5 separate regions of the Mus musculus genome follow, and regions 1, 2, 3 and 5 are each linked to region 4. A link is a contact called in public Hi-C and HiChIP or PLAC-seq data. All regions are on one chromosome and are shown on one strand. The core of a region is the stretch at or near the end of the contact, and the rest is flanking DNA. Distances in the headings are between cores, read along the strand shown.

Region 1 (2,700 bases), core at 31-2,530, 780 kb before region 4:
AGTGGACATCTTAAGCCCTCTTGCTTTGGTCAACAGGTTCACAGATAGGTTTCTGAGATCAGGTCACAGAATAACAATGGGCATTCGAGAGTGTCACAGACCAAATACAACTCCACTTCCTCTTTGATTACCTCATCTACCATAATTTCCTTTCCAGGGACAGTGGTGAAGACCAATGCATGAACACTAGGGTAGACAAACCCTAACATCTGGTGCTCTCTCTCACACCCCTGCAGAGGAAAGGCCAAGTGCATTTCTAGGAAATAGCATTTTCTGAATTGTATTTCTGTCATGTATTACAGCCACATGTAACTCAAAGAAGCATGTGGTAAACAACTACCCACCTTCCTACTACCTTCTCACCAGTGCTAAGTATTTTCCTTTCTTTGAATCAATTATCTCTTACACTTCCTCCTTATTTCCTTCTCTCTTTAAAATTCTCTGTCTTTATACATGGCTGCTTACAGAAACATCCTTACCACACTCCACTTTCACTCTGAGCCAGTGAGGCTGTATTTTAGTTTCATGAAAAAAAAAATAGAGTCAAAAGAGGATATGATCACCACACAATGTTTTTGAATAAGATGAGTTTTTCTATTCTCTCCTAACTTCTAAATACTTTCAACCTGTAAGAAGGTGGCATCCACAGGCAAAGGAATTTTAAATATATACATGTATATGTATATGAATGCATGTGTATATATGTATATGTACATATACACATACATATATATAATCAGTAAAACCAGAGGAATTTCAGGGAGAAAAGTGGAGCCAAAGTTGCTGCACAGTCCTCAGAACATCTAACATTGCTGACACCTACACCTTAGACACTGAACACATCTAACTGTGAGACAAAGCCTGTCTATTTTTAAACCATTTGTTGACTAGCAGCCCTAGGAGGCTAATTCAGGCCAAATGTATTGTATGGCAAAAGAATTGCTTATGAGTTAGATGTGGTGAAGTTATTTCCTTGGCTTCAAAGCGGTTCAGTTTCATAAAGAAAACACAGTATACTTCCCCAGTGACTTAGCACATAGTTATCACAGGATGGATGCGTGTGGATTTTTATGGCTTCTCAGGATAATAATTTCCATAACATGTTGTCTCAATCTCTTTTCATGCACTGTCCTGTAATATGTGTTGTTTATTAGTCAAGTTCATCTCTGTACAATACATTTGGAGCAGGAAAAGGTCTGAGTCATGAAGGTAGGAAACAGGGCAGAATGAAAGAACAGAAACGGAGACAAGTGTTTTATGTGGGTTATAAAGGATGATTCTTATGTTCTTCCCAGAAAGCTACCACATGCGCATGTACAAAACGATGGCCTATTCTTCCACTGCCTAGCTCTCTAGGTGATGGAAATTGTTACCAATTGTGATCTAATTTTATTTTTTTGGAAACGTTTGAAACCTCATTTGCACGTAGTCTCACTAGAGTTCGGCAAAGTACCACATTCAAGTGCTTTGGATAATTCAGAGCTGAACAACAAATGACTACAGAGACTTCCTTTCTTGAGATTTCTCCAGCGCTAGAAGACCTTCAGTGCCTTCAGAAGCAGTTCACACTAAAAGGAAAGGGCCCTTTCCCTGACATTCATTCACTTGCAGGGAACATCAAAAAGGTGCTGTTTCCTCTGCAGAGAAAGTTTAACCTTCCAAGTGAGAGATGGAAAATGTGGGACTAGTGTCTAGCTGCATCTGATAATCACCACCCCAAGTAAACTTTCCTCAGCAACAACTCTGATTCATTCTCTTGTTTTGATGTTAAGCCTGGTATTTTGAAGTGAAATGAGGGTCCTGACTGTATTGTATAACAACTGGAGACATACTCTGCCCAAATAAGGTCTATTCAACAAGAGTAGGAGCCAGCTGGCACATGGCTTTGGGTGCCAGTAGATGTAATCATGCCAAGCAAGGGAGCTTTAATGGGCAGCTGTTACCTTGTCCAGCTGTCCAACAGATGGAGAGATGAGCACTGGAGATCTCTAGCTGGCACCAAATATTCCTGCCTCCTTCTTGTGCTATTTGAAAATCAGTGAAAGGAAATTGACAAGTAATGATATGCTTAATATAAGGGCAGCCCTACATCACCAGTAAGAGTTCCCTTTAGTTAAGACTAGTGCTCAGCCTTATCTCCAAGTGTCTAGCTTTAAGTTATGTAACAGGCATATGAGAGACTTAACACACACACACACACACACACACACACACACACACACACACACACACATGCCTACTTCCCCATGGACTTTGTCCATTTCTCTATTCCACTACTCATATTTCTATATATCCATAGATGGCTCTCTAAGTAGAAAAAGCAGAAAATATATTTAAAGACTGGCTTTGCAGTAGTTCAAGTTGACACTATAAACTACCTCATTATAACAATGGAGTAAGACCTGTGGAGACGGCACAGTTAGTAAAGTACCTGCCTCCTAAGCATGACTATGTAAATTTAGTTCTGTAGTACCCATGAACAAGAGATCCATGAGGACATGAATTTAGGCACTCACTATTCAGCAAGTCTAGCTAATCCAAGTTCAGTAAGAAATCCTGCTGCAAAATATCACTGTGGAATTGTATATGTATACACACACACACACACACACACACACACACACACACACACATATATATATATATATATATATATATATATATATACACACACACACACACAATTCCAATATACAATAT
Region 2 (2,700 bases), core at 17-2,516, 800 kb before region 4:
TTAAAGATATTTCCAGGATTATCCCATCACGGTTATTTGGATTGCTTTTGGCTGTTTTACAAATCCACAAAGGTGCTTGTGGTAGGAACTTTTCTCAAAGCTCTCACAATGAGAAATCGCTGGTACAGCCTCCATCCTCTACCCCATTGTGAGTATGGGAAGTTATTCAAAGGCTTTTAGGTTGGCTGTATGCCAAGAGAGGATGACTGTTACCTGTAATCAGATTCTTCAAGCTCATTTCAATCCCCCCTAAGGACCCTACAAATTGTCTTTCCAGGCAAATTTAGGAATGATTGTCTGGAGCCATTCTAAAAATCTTGCTAATTTACTGATCCACTCCTGTCCTGTTTAGTTTATTGTTTATTATTTTTATTAATAGCACTTAAATTCACCTTGAAACGCTGAAACTGAAGAATTTCCTTGCATCAGGTGAGTGAGTCTGTTGTTTTATCTGTGACAGATTGTCTTGGTTAATAATCAGAATGAGAAAATCCAGTACAGTGAATGGCACTATCCTTAGGCAGATGAGGAAGCCAGAGACTTAACCAGTAAGTAGTACTCCTCTATGGCTTCAGTTTCTACCCTGACTTTACTCAATTATGGACTATACCCTGGAAGTATAAATCAAACAAATATTTTCACCCACCCACTAAGTTTGTTTTTCTTAGACTGTCTTGTTACAGAAGGAGAAAAAACAAGCTTGCACAAGCTCCTAAACTTTTCTCAGAAACGTAAAGGTATCATTGGACGTAAAGACAATTTCCAATGAGCTTTTCAACCCTTTGATTATCATGAATCATTGACAAATTGAACAAAAAGAGCCAAGTGTGCTTTATATGTAAACAAAATATTGGAAGAGTGGATTATTACAGCTCTCTTAAAATAGAGTTTCCTGGAAGAGTTCTGTGGAACATATGTATATTTATCTCAACTCTCATTTGAAATCTGAACTCCCACATGATGTCAGTTTGCTTAGGTCATTTAAACTCTCAAGGCCTGTGCATGAGCATTTTTAGAGTGAGGGGCAGTTGAGGAGACCTCTGGTAAGTTCTGTGTTAGCTACAACATTCAGTGATTCTAGTCTTTTGGTATTAAAGACCATTTCTTTGGATTTTGTTTTTCTTTTACTGAAAGTTCCACCTTACCCTGCAAAGCTCCTCAGCCAGAATAGACTAGATTTAAATTTGTAGGCTTATAATATTTCAGAGTTCAAAGGCACTGTCAGGTCACAGAGCTCAACTCTATGGTGATACATAATACCTTCTCCAACACCTCCACCAAGTGGCCAAGCAGTCTGTATTCCACAGGTAGGAGCATGCCTGTTGGTACTCACCACATCCATTCTATGCCAAACAGCATTTGCTCTAAACCTCCCTATGACTTTGAGGTTCTTTCTCCAGTTTTTCCCAAAGCAGGTGTCTCTCTTGTTTCACAAGGACACCTAAATTCTACCTTTATGCTCAATTTACTGTTTTTTTTTTTTCTTTTTAAACAAAGCATTTCTTCAGTCATTTGAAAATGATCAATCCAAACCCTTAGCTCTAGAAAAGGTAACTCGGCTCTTTGGATCTTTGGAGCATCCTTGTTCTGAGAGTGTCCCTAGTTCTGATCACTGTCTTCGTAATTTGGCACAGATTACCAACTTCCATTTGACTGCCTCTCAGTAATCAGTTAAGTATCCAAGTAATTTGGGATGGCAAAATTTCAAAGCTGGCTTTCATCAAAAACAAAAGAATCTGATAGGAAACTGGTACAGAAGCTGACGAAAATATAGAACCGAAGCGATGCTAGGAACAGAACAGTCATTTCTGTTGGGTATCTTGAGCCCCAACTTCAGTGCATTGCCTTCAGTAATATACTAACTCTCCCCGCCTGTGATGTTTAAGTTACCTTTAGAAGATTGACATCTAAGGAATTTAAGGTTTTTTTTTTTCATGTTGAAAAGTAGTTAATCAATACCTCAAATGGAAGAAATATTTCAGACATACTGTATAAGAAATAAAGTTATGGAAGGACTGAAGGAGCTGAAGGGGACTGCAACCCTATAGGGGGAAAAAAACAGTATCAACTAACTGGTCTCTCCAGGGACCAAGCCAAGCAAAGAGTATACATGGGTAAGTCCATGGCTCCCACTACATATGTAGGAGAGGATTGCCTTATCTGGCATCAACAGGAGCAGAGATGCTTGGTCTTCTGGAGGCCTGTTGTACCATCGAAGGAGGGTGCTAAAGAGGTGAGGCAGGATTGGGTAGGTGGGTGGGAGAGTACCCTATTAGAGGCAAAGGAAAGTGAAGATGGAATGAGATGTTTACAGAGAGGAAACTGGGAATGAGCACGTTTGAAAAATAATAATAAGTAAGTAAACTAAAAAAACACTCTCTTTCTACAAATAAATGGAAAGCATTAAAAAATCTGGCTCCCTAATTACTTTTCAAGAGAAACTACTTTTGAAATTTCTTTAGAGAGCAGATTTCCAGACTGAGACTACTAGACAGAAATACCACCGAATGGCAGAGTGTTTTCATGTCCCTCTGTAGGAGTATAGATGAGTCTTCTGTGCTTTACTCTTTTTCCTATGGTAGTTCATCCAGCTGACAAGGGTCCTTAGAAAGTGTTTGTTTTAGGCTGATGTACAATGCATATTAGGTCTAGGAGTGCTTTATAAATGAGAAGTGTGGAGCATTGTTGGTTTCTAGATAA
Region 3 (2,761 bases), core at 173-2,672, 890 kb before region 4:
TTCCTAACACTAGCCTATGTGTTTGATTTTTTTTTTTAATATAAAAGAGCACAAGTACCCAGAAGGCATGACAAGTATCTGTTTCAGCCAGTGCTTTTTCTCTGATCCCCGAGAAAGTGTTTGAATAAGTCAACAGATGGGTGGAGGAGTGATTAACCCCTTCTTACAAGTGCATGGACTGGGGAGCAGAGGGCAATGATAGGCTAGTCACGATCAACAGTGTTTAGGGACAGAGCTAGTGGGATAACTAAGAATCTGGAATAGTTTTATAATTTTTTTTATATGATATCCTTCCCCAATTTTGCAGCTAATGCATCTCTCTTGACTCACCTTCCTTCTGGTTTAGTTGACTACATGATGCCTATATCTGGGAGACTTAGGAAGGAAAAATCTTTATTATCCAGGTTCTTATTAAGTTTGCATGTTTTAGAGCTTCCTTTAAAAAAAAAAAGCCTGAATGTGACGCTATTGTATTTTAAAGCATGCTCTAACATGAGCAAGCTTTATCATTTATTGTACAAGCATGTTTGCATATATATATATATATATATATATATATATATACACATATGTACACACATACACACACATGAAAATCCCTAGAGAACTCTATGATCTTGCAGTATATTTCACATGTACTTAATAATTAAAATTGCACTAAGCTCAATTTCATAAACTTTTTCATGTGTTATAAACAGTTTGTTATTTTTATTATTAATTCATGTATTTATTTGTATTTATTTTTCATGAGAGAGTCTCACTATGTGGTTCTGATTGCGCTGCAATTCACTTCCTAGATCAGGCTGGCCTGGGACTCTCAGAGATCAATCTGCCTCTACCTCCTGAGTGCTGGGATCAAAGGTGTGTGCCACTACTCCCAGCTGTTAACCAGCTTTCTCATGTCATTAAAACTAACAGGCTTGGGAGTTGTGAATATTTCAACACATGCCTGTGTCATGAGTTTCCCTATTCACTTTCCTGTTGACATGACAAGCCTCCTTCCATTGTTTATTTACGTGATTTTTAGGTTCCTGTCCTATTTTATACGATTACTAATACAATGTTAATGTTTCCCTGCTTTTCCAAGCAAATATATATGTATGTATATATATATTATTTATGTTTTGCTAAAATTATAAGAAATAATCTTGAAAATCGCAGGAAATAGCTCAAAATTTCTCTGTCCCAGTCACCCCTGAAGACTTCTCTCATTTGCATTTTTAGTCTTTGAAGCTGAATAGAAGGTGGGAGTCTGTTTGAGGGGTGGACAGGAAACATTGGCCAATTTGAGAGCAAATAGAGGTTTGGGGAGTGTGTTTACATTCTGTCCCACGTGTGGGATCCTGGCCTTTGTAGGCAGGCGGATAAAAAGGCAGGCCTGGCTTTCATGGCGCCTGAGGACCTCTGTGCTTTAACAACACAGGCACAAGTTGTTCTGGGAGCTGGTCAACATGACTCAGCCACAGAAACATAGCAGTTTGCAAGGCCAGGACCTGTTCTTCCTCCCAAGTTCCATGGAGAAAGAAAGGCCAGCAAAGATCTCCAGTCTGAGAAAGAACTCTGTGTTCAGAGTGTCTGGACCCAGCAGGCTATTCCAGCCATAATTCTGGCTGGGGAGATGCCCTAGCCACATGCCTACCATACTTGCACAGTTTAGATGGATGCTCTCCCTCTCACTGAAGCCCCACATAATCGCCACCATTGATTGGGTACCTCCTGTGTGCCAGTTTCTAAGCCATGCACTTTCAATCCTCAAAATAACACCTCAAGGCTAGTATTGTTGACTGTGTTTTCGAAATAAAGACACTGAAGTTCAGAAAGATTAAGAGAGCTGCCTGAATCATACAGAACTGGGATTTAAAACTGGCATGTGTGACTTTAAAGTGCGTGCTTTGGACAACACCTGTGTCCTGAAGAATACAGTCTGTTTGCCCAACATCCATAATTCTAGCAACAGTAGTCCTGAACTATATTGTATTAGAATGATCCATTCATCAACACTACAGTGAGTACGTACTTTGTACTCTTTGTCAGGCTCTATAGTAACTTCTATTGTAGAAACTGAAGTAACTGTCTTCACTGTTGCTAAGGGAAGATGAAGGAATGGAATCAGGAGCTGGACCTGGATCACTACTTTCATCACAGGGACTAGGTGATCACAGAAATAACACAGTAAATACCTGTAGACCAGAAGGAGTCAAGACTGGGTGATACATTGTAAAGCATTTGAAAGCTAGTCTGAAGACATTACTCTTAGGGTTAGTTTGTACTGGCTGTGAAATAGTCAGGACTTGTGTTGAGTCTCTCTGCAGTACGTCCTTCTCTGTAGGGGAAGACAGTACCAGATCCTGTGGATTCAGTGGATCAGAGAATCCGTTACAGGCATTAGAGCACTCAGGAAGGGTAAATGTCAATTGAATATATGTTTTGTAATATATGTTGGTCAGTTTTGTAGGCTTTAGAAGTTCTATTCATCAACTTAAGACAGGTACATTGTAGATGAGGAGAGTGAGGCTCGGACCATTTAGAGGGCGTGCTAGAGGAGATACATGTGGCAAGGACAGAAGCAAGAGTCAGATTCTCATTGCAAGATGCGGTGCCCCCACATAAGTTCCAATCAGGCCACTAGAAAGCTTTCTCTAGGAACATACGGTAAGCCAACTTCTGACAGATAATGTAGAAGCAGTTGCCGGATTTTCAATCAAGTGACAACAGATCTACACTGCATTCTAGCAATCATACCATGGGATTGAGTCTCACT
Region 4 (2,700 bases), core at 32-2,531:
GGTTTATACATAGAATATATATTTGATGGATATGTAGAAGAAATTTTAGGGAACAATTTACAAATCCTGCTTATCAAATGGCCCAAGCATTGGTATCTTTATTCCATACATAAAATAAAATGTATAACAAAATAAACAATTTCATAAGAGAAAAAAGTAATACAATTTTCAAATAGAAGGGCTGGAGAAATGGCTCAATGAGTAAAATGCTTGCTGCATATACAGGAGGACCTGAGCTCAGAATTCCAGAATCCTTGAAGCAAAAGAAAGAATTAGATAAAATATCAAGGAAAAGCATAGACTGAAACAAAAAGAAAGTAAGATATATATTGTAAACTAATGTTCTGAAGATGCACATTGTCAGAATGGATTTAAAATATGTAAAAGGGTATAAGGAATATTTTAAGAGAAATTAAGGTTAAATAGATCTAAATGGATATGAATGTATATTGAATGGTATAAATATAAGATTGATGGGTTTCCCCAGTTACTTTTCTCCAGAAAGGACGAGCCAACTCTCAACTATGTGGGAGAGAGAAAGAGAGTAGTAGTCTGCTTCTGGAGAAATTGCAGACAAGCATTTCGCAAGCCAGAAAGCATCTATAATGTCTGCCGTGGACTGTGTCTTGTGAACCAGACTCTCTGGAAGCTGAGACAGAATTCCATTGACACATAAAACCCCATTCTGTTAAAACTTTCAGGCTCTGGTCCTCACTGCTCAGACTAGTGCAGCCCCACTGACTCAAGCTGACTATCCCCTCCATATTATCTCACATGTTAAAAAAAATTAATTAAGATGATCATAGTCCCCCTTGATTTTTTTTTTTTTGACCTTTGCTCTTCTTGAGTAAAACACTAAGAAGACAGAAATTGTCTGGGGCAAGAGACTTACACCTTTGTGAGTGTGGCATAGCAAGCCAGCTGTGCAGAAATAGCTGTTTGATCACGTACATGAATGTGACTGCTAGAGGAAAAATAGTTCCACCAGTTATTTTGTAGGCTGTGGTGAGATTTAACTGAGAAAGTCCATATGAGGCTGTCATCAATGTCTTTCATCCAATCTGTCTCTTACCAGATATCTCTATCAGGGAGGTGGGAGATTTATAGAGCCACACCCATCATCTCCCTGCAAAGGAAGGAATCCAACCTGCATACCTAAAATTTGCAGAGCCTTGAAGCCATTCTGAAGATTGTGCGTTGGATGAAACTGGATTCCCAATAAAGGACTCTGTGACAGGGTATTGCCCAGCCTGAGGCACTGACTACTCCAAAGTTGGACTGAGCTTGCCATCTAGAGGACACCAGGGGACAGACAGTCCCTACAGGGTCTTCGGTAGACAAGACCTTGGCACCTTAAGACAGACAAAGCTCCCTCTCTAAAGGACATTCGTTGAGGGTTTGACTGTCCAAGCATCATAGGGGCAGAGAAAAATACAGCCTCTGCCCTTGGTGCTCTAACGTGAAAATGAGACTCGCTTTCTAGAAGGATGGAGAAATTTCCTCTCGCAGATGTGTCCACTAATAAATCACAATGCCAGCTAAGGTTTCTCTCTGAATTAGATCTCAGTTTTCTTGACACTCAAGCTGAGGTGGACATCAGAAGTCCTCACTGCTTCATCTTGTCACTAAAGGGTAACGCCAGCCAGCTGAGGCCACACAGCTAGAAAGTAGCAGAGACAGACTTTGTGGAGTAATACTGGAAGTACCTGTATCAAGAGACTGACCTGTGCCTGAAGCAGCCAGATGCCATGGACCTTGTGGGAAGAAAACAGAGCAAGCAGAGACTCTGGGCTGTTGGTATTTCAAGGGCAGATTTTTATAAGTCAGACGTATTCATATCTTGTTGAGGCCCTAATTTGCCAGTGATGGAAGAAATGAGGAACTTTGGCCTCTGGCCTAGATTCACATAACTCTTCTCACCCTATAAATCCAGTGAGGCTGGAGAAAGTTTTTCTGACTGTATATACGCTTACAGTCTAAGAATCCTTTACCTTTTGAAAGGTGCCAATGTGGCTACATACAATTCAGGGCATTTAAACTAAAAAAGAAAATCTCTTTTCCAGAAGCAAGTCTGTAGGCCAGAATCCTAAACATTTCACCAATGTATAGCCTGTCCATATTCATGCTATCACTTACCATTGCATTCACAGTTAGTTTACACTTGTATGCACAGTCAGTTAGCAAGTGTGAATTCTGAATGAGCTGTGGTTAGGCATCAAGGAGACAGTGATGCCATGATATTCACAGCCACTGTCCTCATGCATCTTACATAGTTAGGAGACTATGAGAAATGCCCCAAAATGGCACCCCTGAGTAGACATTGAGGATTAAGTAATAACAAACTGAAAGTGAATTTGCAGTTGCCTTTCTACTCATTCTCTGTGTGGTCACTGCACCTTTGGTACCCTTTTCTTAGAGCTTCCCTCACTCAATGTATTCTTTTCCATCTTTTTTTAAATTTTGTTAAGTTTTGATATAAAAAAAAAAAACCTATCTATACACATGGACTTTCTGCTTCTGGAGGCCAGCGAAAAATTCTATCTATCTCATAATCTCCCACATTTTCTAGAGCCAAGAATCAAGATAGTAGATTTGGGTTGAAATTTTGGATAAATCAAAGGGTCAAATGTTTCATCAATCTGCCAGTCAATTTTAAGTATTACTGACAAAAGCATATCCATGAAGTCTTTCATTTGTAAT
Region 5 (2,700 bases), core at 47-2,546, 970 kb before region 4:
GCTTTGCAGAAGCTTTGCAATTTTATGAGGTCCCATTTATCGATTCTCGATCTTACAGCACAAGCCATTGCTGTTCTATTCAGGAATTTTTCCCCTGTACCCATATCTTTGAGGCTTTTCCCTACTTTCTCCTCTATAAGTTTCAGTGTCTCTGGTTTTATGTGGAGTTCCTTAATCCACTTAGATTTGACCTTAGTACAAGGGAGATAGAAATGGATCAATTTGCATTGTTCTACATGATAACCGCCAGTTGTGCCAGCACCATTTGTTGAAAATGCTGTCTTTTTTCCACTGGATGGTTTTAGCTCCCTTGTCAAAGATCAAGTGACCATAGGTGTGTGGGTTCATCTCTGGGTCTTCAATTCTGTTCCATTGGTCTACTTGAGTCTCACATTTCTTAATGAAATGTCACAAATATTTGTATATCATTTTTGTTACATTAGTATTATATATAATCTAGAGATATTTTAAGTTTGAAAGAGAATATGAAGAGTATATGTAGATGTTCATAGTGTGTGTGTGTGTGTGTGTGTGTGTGTGTGTGTGTGTGTGTGTGTGTAGGAGATTTGAATGTATGGCCTGGGAACCTATAGAGTATTCTAGAAACAATCCCCCATGGATGCTTCAAAGTCTTATGAACTAACATCTCTGAATGTCAAGAAAACTCAAAAACTTATTTGAGAAGAAAGACTGAATAATCAGTTATGTATTTGCTGAAGAAATGATAATGTTTTTCTCTGGGCAATTAGACTTAAGATCTCTAAGGTCTTACAAGTCCAGACATTTTAACCAAATAAGAATCCCTTGTTCTTAAAAATGGGGAATGACTGTAAAAATCTGAGAACATAACTCTTGCCACATTCTTTCTTGTGGCCTTTGTTAGTCTCAAAAGCTTTACATTGAATTAGATATTTGGTAAATAGTTCTTAATAAATATATATTTGTTGTTAAATGCCAACATACGGTCAATGTCTATATAGCTTTTATAAAATAGGCAAAGTATTAATTTTATCATACAGGTAATAAGATTTAGTCAGAGGGAATTCAAATATACAGGCATAAGTGGGCACTGGGTACATGGTGATACTTTAGTTACCCTACCATAGTGACTCCTCTTAATTTCCTCTTAACTTAATTTCCTCTAGTGTGTTGGGCTTGACAGTCACAGCTGTCAGGAATATGAAGATTTTTGTTGTTCTTGTTTATCATGAGCCACGTTTGCTGCTTTAACCCTTTACACTCTTATAACACCAAGACAAATGGCTGACCCTGACAAGCACTTGTCAAGTAAATATCAATGAGAAACGTATAAAACCACTTAGTGGGCTCACAGGAGTTTCCCTAAGTGAATCAGAGGAAACAGAGAAAGGGACATCTAGCTGCCCATTAGCACACACTTTGAAGAGTCACAGATGTGATACCTTATAAAGTAGATTTGCATTCATTAAAGGTCACTTTCTGCTGAGTATTTGCACTTAACATGTAAGACATGAGAAGGCCTCTCTACCTCGTTCCTCCAATTTGTCTGCTCCATGATCAATATTGAAGTCTAGACAAAGACAACTGTAGGAACTTATCACTGCTTAATTCTCCATAAGATTGACTGGACTTCCTGGACATCTGGAGTTAGCAGCAGTGAGCTGTGTGCAGGAGTGACAAATGTCCTTATGACACATGAAGATTCAGTTATGGAACAGAATGCTTCCTGTTATTTTTATTGGCCATTCTACTGAGATCTTCCAGAGAGAAGTTTGTTTCTTACCAAATAAAAGAAATGCTACAGGGCTGAGTCATGGAGTTCAGTTCTTGAGAAAAGTCAGGGATGCATTTATCACATCACACTCTGTTAATGGTCTTGAAGCATCCTCTTCCTGCTAGGATCCCCATCTTCCATGGAGCCCCTTGCCTTCCATCTAAAATGCTGCTCAGTTTCTGTCATGTGTGGTAAAGTTATCTTTATGCTAGAGGTTTACGAAACCCCCTGGGATAGTCTCTGTGGAAAAACACAGCCAAGTTGTCCATTCTGCCTCCTGATTCTTACACATCCCTTACTATAGTTTCTTTTAAACATAGGGCTTCAAGAGGCCCAGGATCTACCCATTCCTTAAACTGTAGCCTGATGATGATCATTTACCCTTGATTCTCCTGCCTCTATCACCTACTAACTGCTGGAATTATAGATGTGTACCACCAAGCACAAGTGTCTCTTGTTTTGTCTATAGTACCTGTAAATGTGCCTCCATGTCACCTTTACTAAGTTTTAATTTAGAGCTAGGTTTTACATATTTAATTTCTTTCCCTCTTAATATTAATTTCTGTATTTGTGCAGACTAGTTTCTTTGGGCCCCATCTTAAGTACATATGGATATTTCTCTTATTTAGTAAAAGTGTATTTATAATTGCCTATATTTCAGACATTGTTCTAGCTAACCTTTTGCAGATACAATGCAATGAGAGGGAAATCTCTTTCATGGATCTGTTGATTTATTTGCAGGAGAAAAAATAAGCATATGAATTAAATAAGCAAGATAAGAAGCTTAAAGATAGACCTCTGTGGTGGGCATCAGTGGAGCAGAGAGTTGACCAGCAAAAGAGAACGTGATCAGGTAAATAAAGGATAAAAATCTAAAGGGCAAAGGCAAGGCAAATGAAATCAAGGAGAAAGAACTTGCTTTCCATGTTTGAAGAAATTTATGAGGC

Evidence for each region. A called contact is a pair of places that touch in the nucleus more often than the background predicts. HiChIP or PLAC-seq counts read pairs in DNA pulled down with a chosen protein or histone mark.
Region 1: an H3K27ac HiChIP or PLAC-seq map of T-cell acute lymphoblastic leukemia shows a contact between it and region 4, with 8 times the contacts expected there. The contact joins two enhancer-like sites. A contact is called at or near these places in 1 of 15 datasets of contacts at CTCF or cohesin (large pre-B cells), 12 of 484 Hi-C or Micro-C datasets (the 63-12 cell line, B cells, the G1E-ER4 cell line and 8 more) and 5 of 115 datasets of contacts at active chromatin or transcription factors (the 230-238 cell line, CD8 T cells, T-cell acute lymphoblastic leukemia and 1 more).
Region 2: a Hi-C map of the N1E-115 cell line shows a contact between it and region 4, with 10 times the contacts expected there. The contact joins two enhancer-like sites. A contact is called at or near these places in 2 of 39 promoter capture datasets (the 3T3-L1 cell line and the HPC-7 cell line), 2 of 15 datasets of contacts at CTCF or cohesin (large pre-B cells and pro-B cells), 14 of 484 Hi-C or Micro-C datasets (the 63-12 cell line, B cells, the Ba/F3 cell line and 10 more) and 5 of 115 datasets of contacts at active chromatin or transcription factors (the 230-238 cell line, CD8 T cells, T-cell acute lymphoblastic leukemia and 2 more).
Region 3: a contact with region 4 is called in a Hi-C map of uterus, with 2.2 times the contacts expected there. The contact joins two enhancer-like sites. A contact is called at or near these places in 1 of 15 datasets of contacts at CTCF or cohesin (large pre-B cells), 2 of 484 Hi-C or Micro-C datasets (the N1E-115 cell line and uterus) and 1 of 115 datasets of contacts at active chromatin or transcription factors (acute myeloid leukemia).
Region 5: a Hi-C map of the N1E-115 cell line shows a contact between it and region 4, with 2.7 times the contacts expected there. The contact joins two enhancer-like sites. A contact is called at or near these places in 2 of 484 Hi-C or Micro-C datasets (the N1E-115 cell line and uterus).

What each region holds. Positions count from the first base shown.
Region 1 is chr15:62,823,886-62,826,585 of GRCm38.p6, forward strand. No RefSeq gene overlaps it. Among named protein-coding and RNA genes, the nearest start is that of Gm22521, 32 kb to the left of the region's middle. Within about 2 kb of position 1,281, at least 41 of the 459 cell types and tissues checked have an H3K27ac peak or open chromatin away from gene starts, as enhancers often do. A contact at or near this core is called in the 63-12 cell line, T-cell acute lymphoblastic leukemia and muscle stem cells, where this site is marked.
Region 2 is chr15:62,801,700-62,804,399 of GRCm38.p6, forward strand. No RefSeq gene overlaps it. Among named protein-coding and RNA genes, the nearest start is that of Gm22521, 9.8 kb to the left of the region's middle. Within about 2 kb of position 1,267, at least 12 of the 459 cell types and tissues checked have an H3K27ac peak or open chromatin away from gene starts, as enhancers often do. A contact at or near this core is called in the N1E-115 cell line, where this site is marked.
Region 3 is chr15:62,713,064-62,715,824 of GRCm38.p6, forward strand. No RefSeq gene overlaps it. Among named protein-coding and RNA genes, the nearest start is that of Gm41333, 45 kb to the left of the region's middle. Within about 2 kb of position 1,423, at least 8 of the 459 cell types and tissues checked have an H3K27ac peak or open chromatin away from gene starts, as enhancers often do. A contact at or near this core is called in uterus, where this site is marked.
Region 4 is chr15:63,600,465-63,603,164 of GRCm38.p6, forward strand. No RefSeq gene overlaps it. Among named protein-coding and RNA genes, the nearest start is that of 4930449C09Rik, 120 kb to the right of the region's middle. Within about 2 kb of position 1,282, at least 38 of the 459 cell types and tissues checked have an H3K27ac peak or open chromatin away from gene starts, as enhancers often do. A contact at or near this core is called in the 63-12 cell line, the N1E-115 cell line, T-cell acute lymphoblastic leukemia and 2 more, where this site is marked.
Region 5 is chr15:62,627,470-62,630,169 of GRCm38.p6, forward strand. No RefSeq gene overlaps it. Among named protein-coding and RNA genes, the nearest start is that of Gm41333, 40 kb to the right of the region's middle. Within about 2 kb of position 1,297, at least 10 of the 459 cell types and tissues checked have an H3K27ac peak or open chromatin away from gene starts, as enhancers often do. A contact at or near this core is called in the N1E-115 cell line, where this site is marked.